Regions from separate parts of the Mus musculus genome. Here regions 1, 2 and 4 are each linked to region 3. The links are chromatin contacts, called in public HiChIP or PLAC-seq maps. All regions are on one chromosome and are shown on one strand. Each heading gives the region's core, a stretch centred on a gene start, on an enhancer-like site or on the middle of the called end of the contact. The rest is flanking DNA. Distances are from core to core; before and after follow the strand shown. Region 1 overlaps Aopep (aminopeptidase O). Region 2 overlaps Aopep (aminopeptidase O). Region 3 overlaps Aopep (aminopeptidase O). Region 4 overlaps Aopep (aminopeptidase O).

What was found. HiChIP or PLAC-seq counts read pairs in DNA pulled down with a chosen protein or histone mark.
Region 1: an H3K4me3 HiChIP or PLAC-seq map of craniofacial prominence shows a contact between it and region 3, with 4 times the contacts expected there. The contact joins two enhancer-like sites. A contact is called at or near these places in 1 of 484 Hi-C or Micro-C datasets (bone marrow-derived macrophages), 8 of 115 datasets of contacts at active chromatin or transcription factors (craniofacial prominence, embryonic midbrain, embryonic stem cells and 2 more) and 3 of 9 other capture datasets (adipose tissue, liver and pancreatic islet).
Region 2: a contact with region 3 is called in a FOXA1 HiChIP or PLAC-seq map of pancreatic cancer cells. The contact joins two enhancer-like sites. A contact is called at or near these places in 2 of 484 Hi-C or Micro-C datasets (the HL-1 cell line and bone marrow-derived macrophages), 10 of 115 datasets of contacts at active chromatin or transcription factors (cardiomyocytes, craniofacial prominence, embryonic stem cells and 4 more) and 3 of 9 other capture datasets (adipose tissue, liver and pancreatic islet).
Region 4: a contact with region 3 is called in a FOXA1 HiChIP or PLAC-seq map of pancreatic cancer cells. The contact joins two enhancer-like sites. A contact is called at or near these places in 2 of 484 Hi-C or Micro-C datasets (bone marrow-derived macrophages and embryonic fibroblasts), 10 of 115 datasets of contacts at active chromatin or transcription factors (craniofacial prominence, embryonic stem cells, epiblast stem cells and 4 more) and 3 of 9 other capture datasets (adipose tissue, liver and pancreatic islet).

Annotation. Positions count from the first base shown.
Region 1 is chr13:63,022,016-63,024,715 of GRCm38.p6, reverse strand. All of the region lies in intron 2 of Aopep (aminopeptidase O), which reads right to left. Among named protein-coding and RNA genes, the nearest start is that of Aopep, 58 kb to the right of the region's middle. Within about 2 kb of position 1,320, at least 25 of the 459 cell types and tissues checked have an H3K27ac peak or open chromatin away from gene starts, as enhancers often do. A contact at or near this core is called in craniofacial prominence, where this site is marked.
Region 2 is chr13:63,086,840-63,089,539 of GRCm38.p6, reverse strand. The region is part of intron 5 of Aopep (aminopeptidase O); the gene reads right to left. Gm46422 (a long non-coding RNA gene) reads left to right here. Exons shown (of 3, transcript XR_001780981.2): 3 at 1-1,745. Among named protein-coding and RNA genes, the nearest start is that of Gm46422, 6.6 kb to the left of the region's middle. Within about 2 kb of position 1,284, at least 51 of the 459 cell types and tissues checked have an H3K27ac peak or open chromatin away from gene starts, as enhancers often do. A contact at or near this core is called in the HL-1 cell line, pancreatic cancer cells and pancreatic islet, where this site is marked.
Region 3 is chr13:63,271,502-63,274,201 of GRCm38.p6, reverse strand. The region is part of intron 13 of Aopep (aminopeptidase O); the gene reads right to left. Among named protein-coding and RNA genes, the nearest start is that of Gm16907, 24 kb to the left of the region's middle. Within about 2 kb of position 1,396, at least 166 of the 459 cell types and tissues checked have an H3K27ac peak or open chromatin away from gene starts, as enhancers often do. A contact at or near this core is called in the HL-1 cell line, craniofacial prominence, embryonic fibroblasts and 2 more, where this site is marked.
Region 4 is chr13:63,065,404-63,068,103 of GRCm38.p6, reverse strand. Aopep (aminopeptidase O) reads right to left here. Exons shown (of 16, transcript NM_001289926.1): 5 at 1-64. Among named protein-coding and RNA genes, the nearest start is that of Gm46422, 28 kb to the left of the region's middle. Within about 2 kb of position 1,328, at least 40 of the 459 cell types and tissues checked have an H3K27ac peak or open chromatin away from gene starts, as enhancers often do. A contact at or near this core is called in embryonic fibroblasts and pancreatic cancer cells, where this site is marked.

The DNA.
Region 1 (2,700 bases), core at 71-2,570, 250 kb after region 3:
GTGCATATAAACTCAGAGAGACTGTAGCAGCATGCACAAGAACTGCACAGGTTCAAGATAGACAGTTTGCAGCATTGAGAGGGAAAAGTGGACATAGGATCCCACCCCTAACCAAGAAGCTATCTCCATCTGATACCCACTGGCAAAGGGAAAATCAACTTTTCCAATGGTGGGCCACTGAGTATATATCAGCCACATTCCAAGACAAGCCCCAAGCCCAGGAGGAGTTAGTTGGCCAGCACAAAATTAACTCAATGGTGTTTTTGTGAACGCTTTGCTTCGTTTAGCTTTGTTTGGCATTTTTGTCATATTGGTCTTTTGCCTGATTGACTTGATTTACATTTTTATGGTTTTGTTTTGTTTTGTTTTAAAAGAGAGAAAGAAGATAACGTTAGATGAGTAGAGCATAGGGAGGACCTGGGGTGAGCTGAGAGGGAAAAATCCAAATATAGTATATGGATAGTCTTAATTGTACAAGAACTGTATAAAGTCAAGCCATCGTGTATAAAATCAATGTTCAGCAATGGCAGAGGGAGAAGTCCCACCTCTATCTGAGAAGCCATTGGCAGCAGAAGGCTGCTGGAGGACGGAGAGTAAACTATCAAGAATGGGGCTCCTGAGAGGTTGTCCATGCTCCAGTGGATGGCCCCAGTGCACACACAATAAGCAGAGTCAGAAAGTGAGGGAGAGGCAGGGGAAAGAGAAGGGAAGACAGACATTCAGGAAGGGAGAGAGGGAGGGGGAGGGAGGGACAGAGGGAGGAGGAGGAGGGAGAACATGTGACATAGGGAGGGAAGGTGGTGGAAAGGGATAGGAGAGGAACTGGGCGGGGGAGGGAGTGAAAGTTAGATCCAAGCACATTATATGCGTGTATGAATATTAAATGAAAACAGTCAAACAGAAATCTGAGCTCTTCCACTCATTCTTTTTAAAGCCTCCTTGTGTAGTGAGCTATAAAGCACTAAAGTTAATTCAGTGGGGAAGCAGTATGTCTGTCTAACATCTGGCTTTGATGTTAACCTAAAAATACGAGTAGTGTGCCCAGCAATTGAATGAACACGCCAGAAAAGTTAGTTCTTACCAGCTTTGCCCTGGCATTTTCTAAAACAAAGAAACATCACAAATGCTGTAGGGAAGTTTAAAGTTTAATATTTTTTCCCAGGTTATTTATTCCCCTAAATTATAGTTTTGAATTATATTTTCTCCTCCACTCAACTCTCATTTGGTGACATCATCAACTAATATGCCAGACTTCCTGGGGCAGCTGGCTGCTTTCCCAACTACCATTATGATCATCAGGGGAAAGCGAGGCTTTCTAGAAGGGATGCCTTAGTTTTAAATAACTTTTCCTTTAGTGGAATGGAAAAACCTTAAGAAATGCAAGAGTGAAGAAAAGCACATGTTCTTCAAATAGATTTCCACTTTCATAGTTTTTTAGGTATCCTGAGGACTCAAAGTGGAAAACATGTTAAGTCCCCATTTCTCTCCAGCTTTAAAGGGTCACCTGTACACATTCTTGGTCCACTTTCGCTCTCATAGAGTTACTTTGAAAGGCACACACACAGCACATAAAGTAAACATCAATCTAAGAAGTCTGCCACTAGATTGTTACATAAGGATTCCCTCCATCAGTCACTTTGAAATGTCACCTGTGATCGAGTATCCCAGGGCTCAGGCAAGAGAGGACATTTAGGTTCAAGAACTGGCACAAGCCCTGAGTGGCTGAGACAGAGAGCTGGGTGTTCTACTTTGAGCAACTCTCTTTCAGAACTAGAATAATAGTGGACGAGCTAGTGACAACTCCCCAAAAGAATAAACTATACTCTTTATTCTTCAGAAAAGAAAGGCACTTAGTAAAAGCACTAGGGCACTTAGTGAACGCACCTGGGCACTTAGTAAAAGCACCAGGGCACTTAGTGAAAGCACCTGGGCAATCTTATGGGTAGTGGGGGATCCAGGAAAGGCAGCCTCTTCTGAAGGTTGCAGCTATGTTTTAAGTCAACTTAATTTTAAGCAGTTTATGTGTTAAGTTCATTTAAAAATAAGAAGTTCCTCTGCACCCCACAGCTCCTTTCCCTTTTACAGTCACCGTGTCTGTCACACTTAGCAAAACATGGCACGCTTCACTTAGATTCCTCGAATATTCTTTTTCTTGTGGAAATTCTTTTTTGTTGTTGTTTTTTAAACAGTCAGGCTCTTTAGAAGTGATACCAGGTACCAAAGTTGAATCAGGATCAAGTTGACCATCTAAACAGTCCCATATCCCCTAAAGAAATAGAAGCAGTTATTAATAGTCTCCCAGCCAAAAAAAGCCCAGGACCAGACGGGTTTAGTGCAGAGTTCTATCAGACCTTCAAAGAAGATCTAATTCCAGTTCTGCACAAACTATTTCACAAGATAGAAGTAGAAGGTACTCTACCCAACTCATTTTATGAAGCCACTATTACTCTGATACCTAAACCACAGAAAGATCCAACAAAGATAGAGAACTTCAGACCAATTTCTCTTATGAATATCGATGCAAAAATCCTTAATAAAATTCTCGCTAACCGAATCCAAGAACACATTAAAGCAATCATCCATCCTGACCAAGTAGGTTTTATTCCAGGGATGCAGGGATGGTTTAATATACGAAAATCCATCAATGTAATCCATTATATAAACAAACTCAAAGACAAAAACCACATGATCATCTCGTTA
Region 2 (2,700 bases), core at 35-2,534, 180 kb after region 3:
AGAAAAGGTGCGGAGAAACTCAAAGGTTCCATAACAGAAGGAAACCCAGGACACAGCCCCAAGTACCAAGAGCACAGAGAAAGCTGGGTGTGGTGCATCTTGCTTTTCAAAAAGGAGGGCTGATAATCCTTATAGTTGGCTTACATCTGTATGAACAAACAAAAGACTCATAGAAACGCCTGAGGAGTGGGAGGAATGGAGCAGAAGGGAATGGAGGTGAGAAAACAGGAATGCAGAATAGATTGCACTGAAGTGATTCGCTAACCACAGTCTTTAAGGCTGACCCTTCTGAAAAACTAAGCTTCATTTTGCAAAATTATCTTGATACACTCCCACATAGTCTGAAGGACATGCCAGGCAAAAACTCCATAGACAACACTGCACATCCTTATGAATGAGGTGGTTATCAAGACAGGCTGGAAAGGGCAAACATTCAAAGGAAGGGCTATGTGCAAGAGTGACCCCAACACCCAGAACAGATGTGTCTAGACCCTCTCATTCTGAGCCTTTCACGTTGTAATCAGCAGAGTCAGAACATAAGTTTATTCAAGAACAGTGGTTCTCAACCTGTGGTTTTCGACACATTTGAGGGCCAAATGACCGTTTTACAGGGGTCACATATCAGATATCCTGTATATCAGATATTCACATTATGATTCATAATAGTAGCAAGATTCCAGTTATGAAGTAGCAACAAAAAATAACTTTATAGTTGGGGAGGAAGTCACCACAACCTGAGGAACTTTATTAAAGGGTCACACCATTAGGAAGGTTGAGAACATCTGGTGGGAGAAACAGAACCTCTCTTTCTCTCTCTGTGTGTGTATGTGTCTGTCTGTCTGCCAATTGAGTTCAAAATCCTGCAATGAGAGGGTCCACACTTTTATTATCCATTACTAGATATGGAGAAGGAACTATGACTATGCATTTTGACATGAGCAGCAGCAAGGTCTGGCAGTCTGTTCTGCTGCTTTGCCTCTTCTGGGGAATGACAAGGCAACATGTACAAACACCTCCATTTCAAGCTACAAGCATAGACAGAGGCCCTAGCAGATGGCATGGGCTGTGCTAAGCACACCCGATGAACAGGAAAGTTCTTTAGGGATCATTTGAGGAATCTGGATTCAGTGACTCTTTGCAGCAAGTCTTTTGTGTTGTCCCTGCACTAACTCATCACAATTATTTCTATTTGTTCCCAAAAGCTATTATTTCAGAACACTGTTGACATTCTGGGTTGGGAGGAACCACAGGGCTGGTGATTCACCCTAATAAGCCACAAATCTTATAGTATTTAACAAACGAAACTATCAAATGTCTCTATGCTTACTGGAGCAGAGAGCTGAATTCTCTGAGAGCCTGTTCCGGAATATTTGTGATCTTACGTGTTTCCCTACAGCGGTGTAGAGAGCGAAGGGCTGGGCAGCAGCTCATAGATGACAGGCAAAGTTAAGAGCTGGTCTGGCCCTGGTCTGAGTCCAGAGTGGGCTCTTCCCATCAAGTCAGAAGGCATCCCTCTGTGTACAGGGTAGATAGTGTGCTTGGCTACCTGGGCCTTTGCATTGCTGATTTCATCTGCAAGTGGCCTACAGGTCTACCCCCCCTTAGCTCAAATAACCAACTCATCAGTAGGATCCCCCTGTCCTGCACTTAAGAGACCATGTGTTACGCTTATTCTCCTCACCCTAACTTCCTAGAAGGAGCAAGTATGGCTGCCAGAACAAGGGAGACTCCAGTTTCAGAGTGCCAAAGTCCAGACAGATACAACAGCCATCTCCCCAGACCTCGAAGAACAGGTCAGAGCAAGTCCTGAAAGGTCTCCCCAGATGATCACTTAGGTGTCCACCTCTAGGGGATTGCCTTCCCACCTAGTGCTACCAGAACAGACACAAGGTTCAAAGTGTTTAGGTCCTAAAGAAATAGAAGCAGTCATTAATAGTCTCCCAACCAAAAAAAGCCCAGGACCAGATGGGTTCAGTGCACAGTTCTATCAGACCTTCAAAGAAGACCTAATTCCAACTCTCCTCAAACTATTCCACAAAATAGAAACAGAAGGTACTCTACCCAATTCATTCTATGAAGCCACAATTACTCTGATACCTAAACCACACAAAGATTCAAGGAAGAAAGAGAACTTCAGACTAATTTCCCTTATGAATATTGATGCAAAAATACTCAATAAAATCCTCACAAACCGAATCCAAGAACACATCAAAACGATCTTCCATCATGATCAAGTAGGCTTCATCCCAGGGATGCAGGGATGGTTTAATATACGGAAATCTATGAACATAATCCACTGTATAAACAAACTCAAAGACAAAAATCACATGATCATCTCGTTCGATGCTGGGAAAGCATTTGACAAAATCCAACACCCCTTCATGATAAAAGTCATGGAAAGCTCAGGAATTCAAGGCCCATACCTAAACATAATAAAAGCAATCTACAGCAAACCAGTAGCCAACATCAAACTAAATGGAGAGGAACTGGAAGCAATCCCACTAAAATCAGGGACTAGAGAAAGCTGCCCACTTTCTCCCTACCTATTCAATATAGTACTTGAAGTCCTAGCTAGAGCAATTCGATAATAAAAGGAGATCAAGTGGATACAAATTGGAAAGGAAGAAGTCAAAATATCACTGTTTGCAGATGATATGATAGTATATATAAGTGACCCTAAAAATTTCACCAGAGAACTCC
Region 3 (2,700 bases), core at 147-2,646:
GACCAAGCACTGGCAAAAGTACAGAAGCCACCCCAGTACAGGAAGCCTAAGACTGGCCCCAAGGTGCTCAGGTCTGAGGTCTATTGTGAGCTCTAGGCTGGATGCAGCCAGGAAGCCTTTGTGTAGCTGTGGAATGCACAGTCCCTTGCAAGGTGTGGGTCTGAGTCTATTCAGCTTCTTCCTCAGGAACTGGCATGGACGCTAGTGACCCCAGGACAGCTGCTGCCTAACATCACAAAGGCATCAAGTCACTGCTAAAAATTTCACAAAAATAAACCTGCTCAACTTCTGGCCAGTTTGTATCTCGCTTTGCATAGGTACAATGGGTCCATTTAGAAAAGTCCAGACTTGTTTTGTTGAAATGATAATGCATTCTAAGTGTTCTGATTATTTCATCTCTAGTAGAAAATGCCGTAGAGACCTTCCTTCTTCCTCAGATCCAATTGGAACTGTATGAATTATCTTGGAACCTACCAATAGTTGATTTTTTTAAGAGGAAGAAATGAAGCTAGGTTTCCATCTTAAGAGAAAATTTTCCTACGTAATTAAATTACATAACTGAATTTTTAAAAAGAGAAACTTTTCAAAAAAAAAAAAAAAAAAAAAAAACAAGGCACCACAGCACATATTCCCGTTCCCAACCATCGCTTTGCTGTTAACACGCCAACTAAAACGGTCATTATTCCAAAGCCAGGCAAGACTCTAGTTTACACAATGCATGAATCAATACACCATAGTCCACCCCCTAAATATGTTCAATTATAAAATGGAAACAAATAAAACTCAAACTAACCTGAAAAAAAAAAAGTGGCTACAGGTCCCTCAACGTGAGGAGACCCAGAAATCACTCACTTTAACGCCACAAGCTGAGAACCACTTGCCCCGCTCATTTCCAGCTTAGCTTCTTAATTCAGACCTTTGCGAGGAGGAATAATCACGGCCGGCCGAGGCAGAAATACAACGAACACACTGTGCACTGCAGGGCGATGCAAACAAATGCCGTCAAAGTCAGGGGAGAGTGCGGCCTCTGCTCTCTGCTCTGGGTTCCCATCTGAGCAGAGCCTGAACGTGCAGCTGTCTAGAACCTCAACTTAACCTGTTGAACATTCCCAGACAAAGCCAGAGCCAGCCACCGCGCGTTGCTGTTTTCCTGCTGGAGTGAGTGTCCTTCAAGCTCTCCCTGCTGCAGGGCAGGGTGTCTCTGCGGATCTTTTCTCCAGGACCTGCCAGGAACTATAATCCCGAAGCCCTGGAATGCACTCCAAGTAGAAACGCCCTCATCCCAAAGCCCTGGAACGCACTCTGAGTAGAAACGCCCTCAGCAAGGGAGAACAAAGCAGCAAAGTCCCGGACAGGGTGCAGGGGCAGACAAGGGAGCCGTGGCCTCCTTACCTTGACCTGGGACCTGCACCTGCCGGCGTAGGCTGATAAGGGCCGCTCGCCCCGCCCTCTCTGCTCTAGCCAATCCACAAGGCCGCCCCGCCCTAACATCCCCGCCCCCCGCAATTCCACAAATTAGGCGTTCGCCTCCCACCCCGCACTTACTCAACATACAGACCAGTCCCAGTACAGCCTGTGATTCAAATGAGAACAAAGGCGGGCTTAGCATGGCACTTTCCTTCCAATTCACTAAAGTGAGGCCCCCTCATTACACTGGGTCCCATGAACACTTCCTTGAAGATCTTTCCAGTTAGAACCGGGATGAAAAACAATCTGATTTTTCCCGCGGAGCAAAACATTCCTGGGTCACCTGGAAGCAGCGTGTAGGTCTAGGAGGGAGGGCAGAAGAAGAAAAAGCTGCCCAGCCGGTTTCTGGTAAACAATCTGCATAATTGCTAATTAGGAGTGGGGGGTGGGGGCGACTGCCAACCTCTCACACCAAATCATTAGGAACAGTTAGTTACCTGAAAGAGGAAGGGGAAAGGGGCGCCAGAAATAAGTTTCCTGGGTTTGCCACCAGCTCTGATGAAGAACACTCCCAGGACATACCACTGGCATTCTGGTCACGAGGGAAGATCGATTCCAACAACAGAATCACTTCATTCGCCACCGTCCCTAGCACTGCTTCTTCAAACCTGATTATCATTGCACGCACAGTTGTTTACCAGAATGGTGAAGCGGGCATTTGAAGATATGACGCAAACAAAACGATAAGGGTTTCCTCCAAACAAGCAAAATGCATCGGGCAGAATCCCATTTACAATTTTAAGTATTAAAATTCCACTCCAGTTTTAGATGCTGAGTGGAATTTCAGGGACTAGAACCATACCCTTAAAAAATGCTTAGAAAAAAAACAGCATCACATGCTACCTGCCAGTCCTGGTTTGATCCAAGTCATCTTCGCCCATTTAGAACTGTCGGGAAGCTTACAGGGTAAATTTGTAAGAAGCGTTTTTATTTTATTTTTAAGTTTCAGGCAATGAACTACTGTCTGGGAGGAAGAAATAAAAACCTTGACTCTAAACAACCCAGAACAAATACGTTATACAAGTCTTTCAGTGTGACCTGGCCCACAATAGACTTTAAAATGTAAAAATTTTAGTTAGTTACGGTTTCCGTCTTATTCTAGGCTTTCACTAGGATATATTCCAGTTTCAGATGAGGGATCCATAGCCCAAGACTATGGAAAATTAATACAGCATTTTGTTTTCTTGCAAAACACCATTTTTGTTTAGCAGCTAAGCACAATTTAAAGCTTAA
Region 4 (2,700 bases), core at 79-2,578, 210 kb after region 3:
GGAGGCAGCGGACGCACTCTGGAACCTGCAAGGGTATTCCATATGATTGCAGGTGTTATCATACCTGGACAACACAAAAGAAGACAGTGGTTCAAACAGGTTTATTAGAAAAGGCGGTTCAGTGGGGCTGGAGATATGGCTCAGTGGGTAAGAGCACTGACTGCTCTTCCAAAGGTCCTGAGTTCAAATCCCAGCAACCACATGGTGGCTCATAACCATCCATAATGAGATCTGATGCCCTCTTCTGGTGTGTCTGAAGACAGCTACAGTGTACTTACATATAATAAATAAGTAAATCTTTAAAAAAAAAAGATAGAAAAGGCAGTTTAAGTATTGGCTTGTTTGCTTTTGGGCAGCAGTGAAAATTATAGGTCAAATATTTATTGAGGTGCCTGAAGTGACTGAGTGATTTCAATCTAAGCTAATGAAAGCAACGATCTTATAGATCTTAGAATTATGGGGGTCATGGGTGGATAAGATTTGAAACAATAAAGCAACCTTCCACCCAAATTAAAGTAAATTCTACCTTCAGTAATGTGATCTCAAATATCATCATAGAGAAACTGTTGAAGTTACTGACAGTTCTTAGAGAGGGAGAGATGCAATAGCCGTTTTATTTATTGACTTTTCATTGAGAACTCATGGAGCCCAGGTAGCTCTGAACTCAGGATATAGCTGAGGCTACCCTTCAACTTCTGATTCTTCTGAATCTATCTCTCAAGTACTGGGATTACAGCTATGAGCCGCTATGTACCTGTCTATAGGCAAATTAAAGATTCCATTCTGGAAAATCCTAGAATAAGTGACCTGGGGTGAGGTAGGACAATGAACCAATGACAGTTATAGGTATAGTGTTCAAAAAAAAAAAAAAATCACAGCTTATCAAAAAGTAATCTAGGCATTCTTCACACTACTTGCCAGAGGCTGGCACTTCTGAAAAGAGCACTCTTTTCAATATCCTTTTGGGCTTTGGAGACAGGGTCATGCATCCCAGGCTGGCCTTAAACTCACCATGTAGATGAGAATGGCCTTGAACTCCTGATCATCTTGTCTCTACCTCCTGTGTGCTGGGATTACTGGCATATGCCTGGTTTACATAGTGCTGGGAATTGAACCTAGGGCTTCCTGCATGTTAGGTAAGTACTCTACCAACTGAGCTATGTCTCTGGTCCCTTTCTAATGCACTTTCAGTATAAATGTAATGAAATCAACCTTCGAGTGAAACAGAGCAGAACCCAGCTAGCCCCATTGTCATGTTACTCCCAGAAAGGCAAAGGAGGAATTGAAAGAAAATTCCTAGGGTCTGACTCACAGGCCTCAAGAGAACTTATATAGCTAAAGAAACCAACATCAAAGAGAATTCTATTTTTTCATCTGTTAACATGCCCTCTATTCAGACACAATGGAAAAACCCTGTAACCTTAAATTGCAGATTATAATTCTAGCTGTGGGTGCTACTGTGATTCACCAGACACTGAAGAATCTCTAAGTGCTTACCTGCCTCAATTTGGGCAGGTTGTAACAATAATTCTTCTTGAGGTTTATGAAGTATCTTCCAGACACCCAAGGCCTGTGATCAGGAGATCCACACAGCTATGTAAACAAGCCTCACCTTCCACCATAATGCTTCAAGAATTACCAGCCCCAGTGAGGCCTGGTTATGGTTGGGGGGGGGGGGTGGGTAAAAAAATGGAGACCCATAAAACTGCCAGGATAAAGTGACTGCAAGAATAGAGTTACTAAGACTGGACTCAAGCCAAAGTCCTGGACTCATAACATCACCTTATGAGAAAGAAATCAAAAGTGTCTGCTTGTAAACATTCAACTAAAAAGGCTACAACACCCACCTAAAGACGAGGAGCCAAGATGGCCAACTACTGAGCCTCTATGGGGTTTTTAAAAATGTATTTACACAGAAAAACAATGTACTATGGTAATTTAAGCTCACATACTCTCTACTGAAAAGTTTTTACAAGCTGCAGTTGACCATGTGTCCATGGCATATGCCCATACACCTGTAACCCCAGCATTTGAAAGGTACAGACAGAAGAATCAGGAGTTCAAGGTAAGTTTGGGCTCCATGAGACCATGCCTCAAAACTCCCACCCAAAGGCTTTTAGAAGCCAAGTGTGACAACAGCATGGACCAGTATGCCTAGAACTCCAGCACTTGGGAGGCTGAGGCAAGAGTACTGAGGATATGACACCAGCCTGGACTATGTATGTTCTGGGCCAGCTTGCGCTACAAGTCACAACCTTGTCTTAAAAACCTAAAAAAAAGAGGGGGCCTTCAAAGCATGAACCGAAAGCTCGAACTCTCTGGATGCAGCTAGGGAATAAGCTTAAGATCTAAACATCACGATGCCTCAGTGCAGGGAGGCATGCTATCTCGAAACTGCTTTTTCCCACGGAGGGAGACTATCTCTTACACCTAAGAAAACTAGAGGTTAGGGAACAGAGTGAAGGCGGCAATGGTACATCAAACAAGCCTGTTTGTTCAAGGGAAAAGATGAATCATTTTCTTTCCAGGCCTATATGAACACTCACCAAACTAATGAGGATGATTACTGTTAGATGCATAACTTAATCCCATTTTCCATAAAACTTAGGACTTAAAAGCAATCATGCTATGGGCAAGTTACGTCACTGAGGCTCTTGATAGTGAAAGAACTGTATGAGGGATGCCACTTGTGAGGTCTTA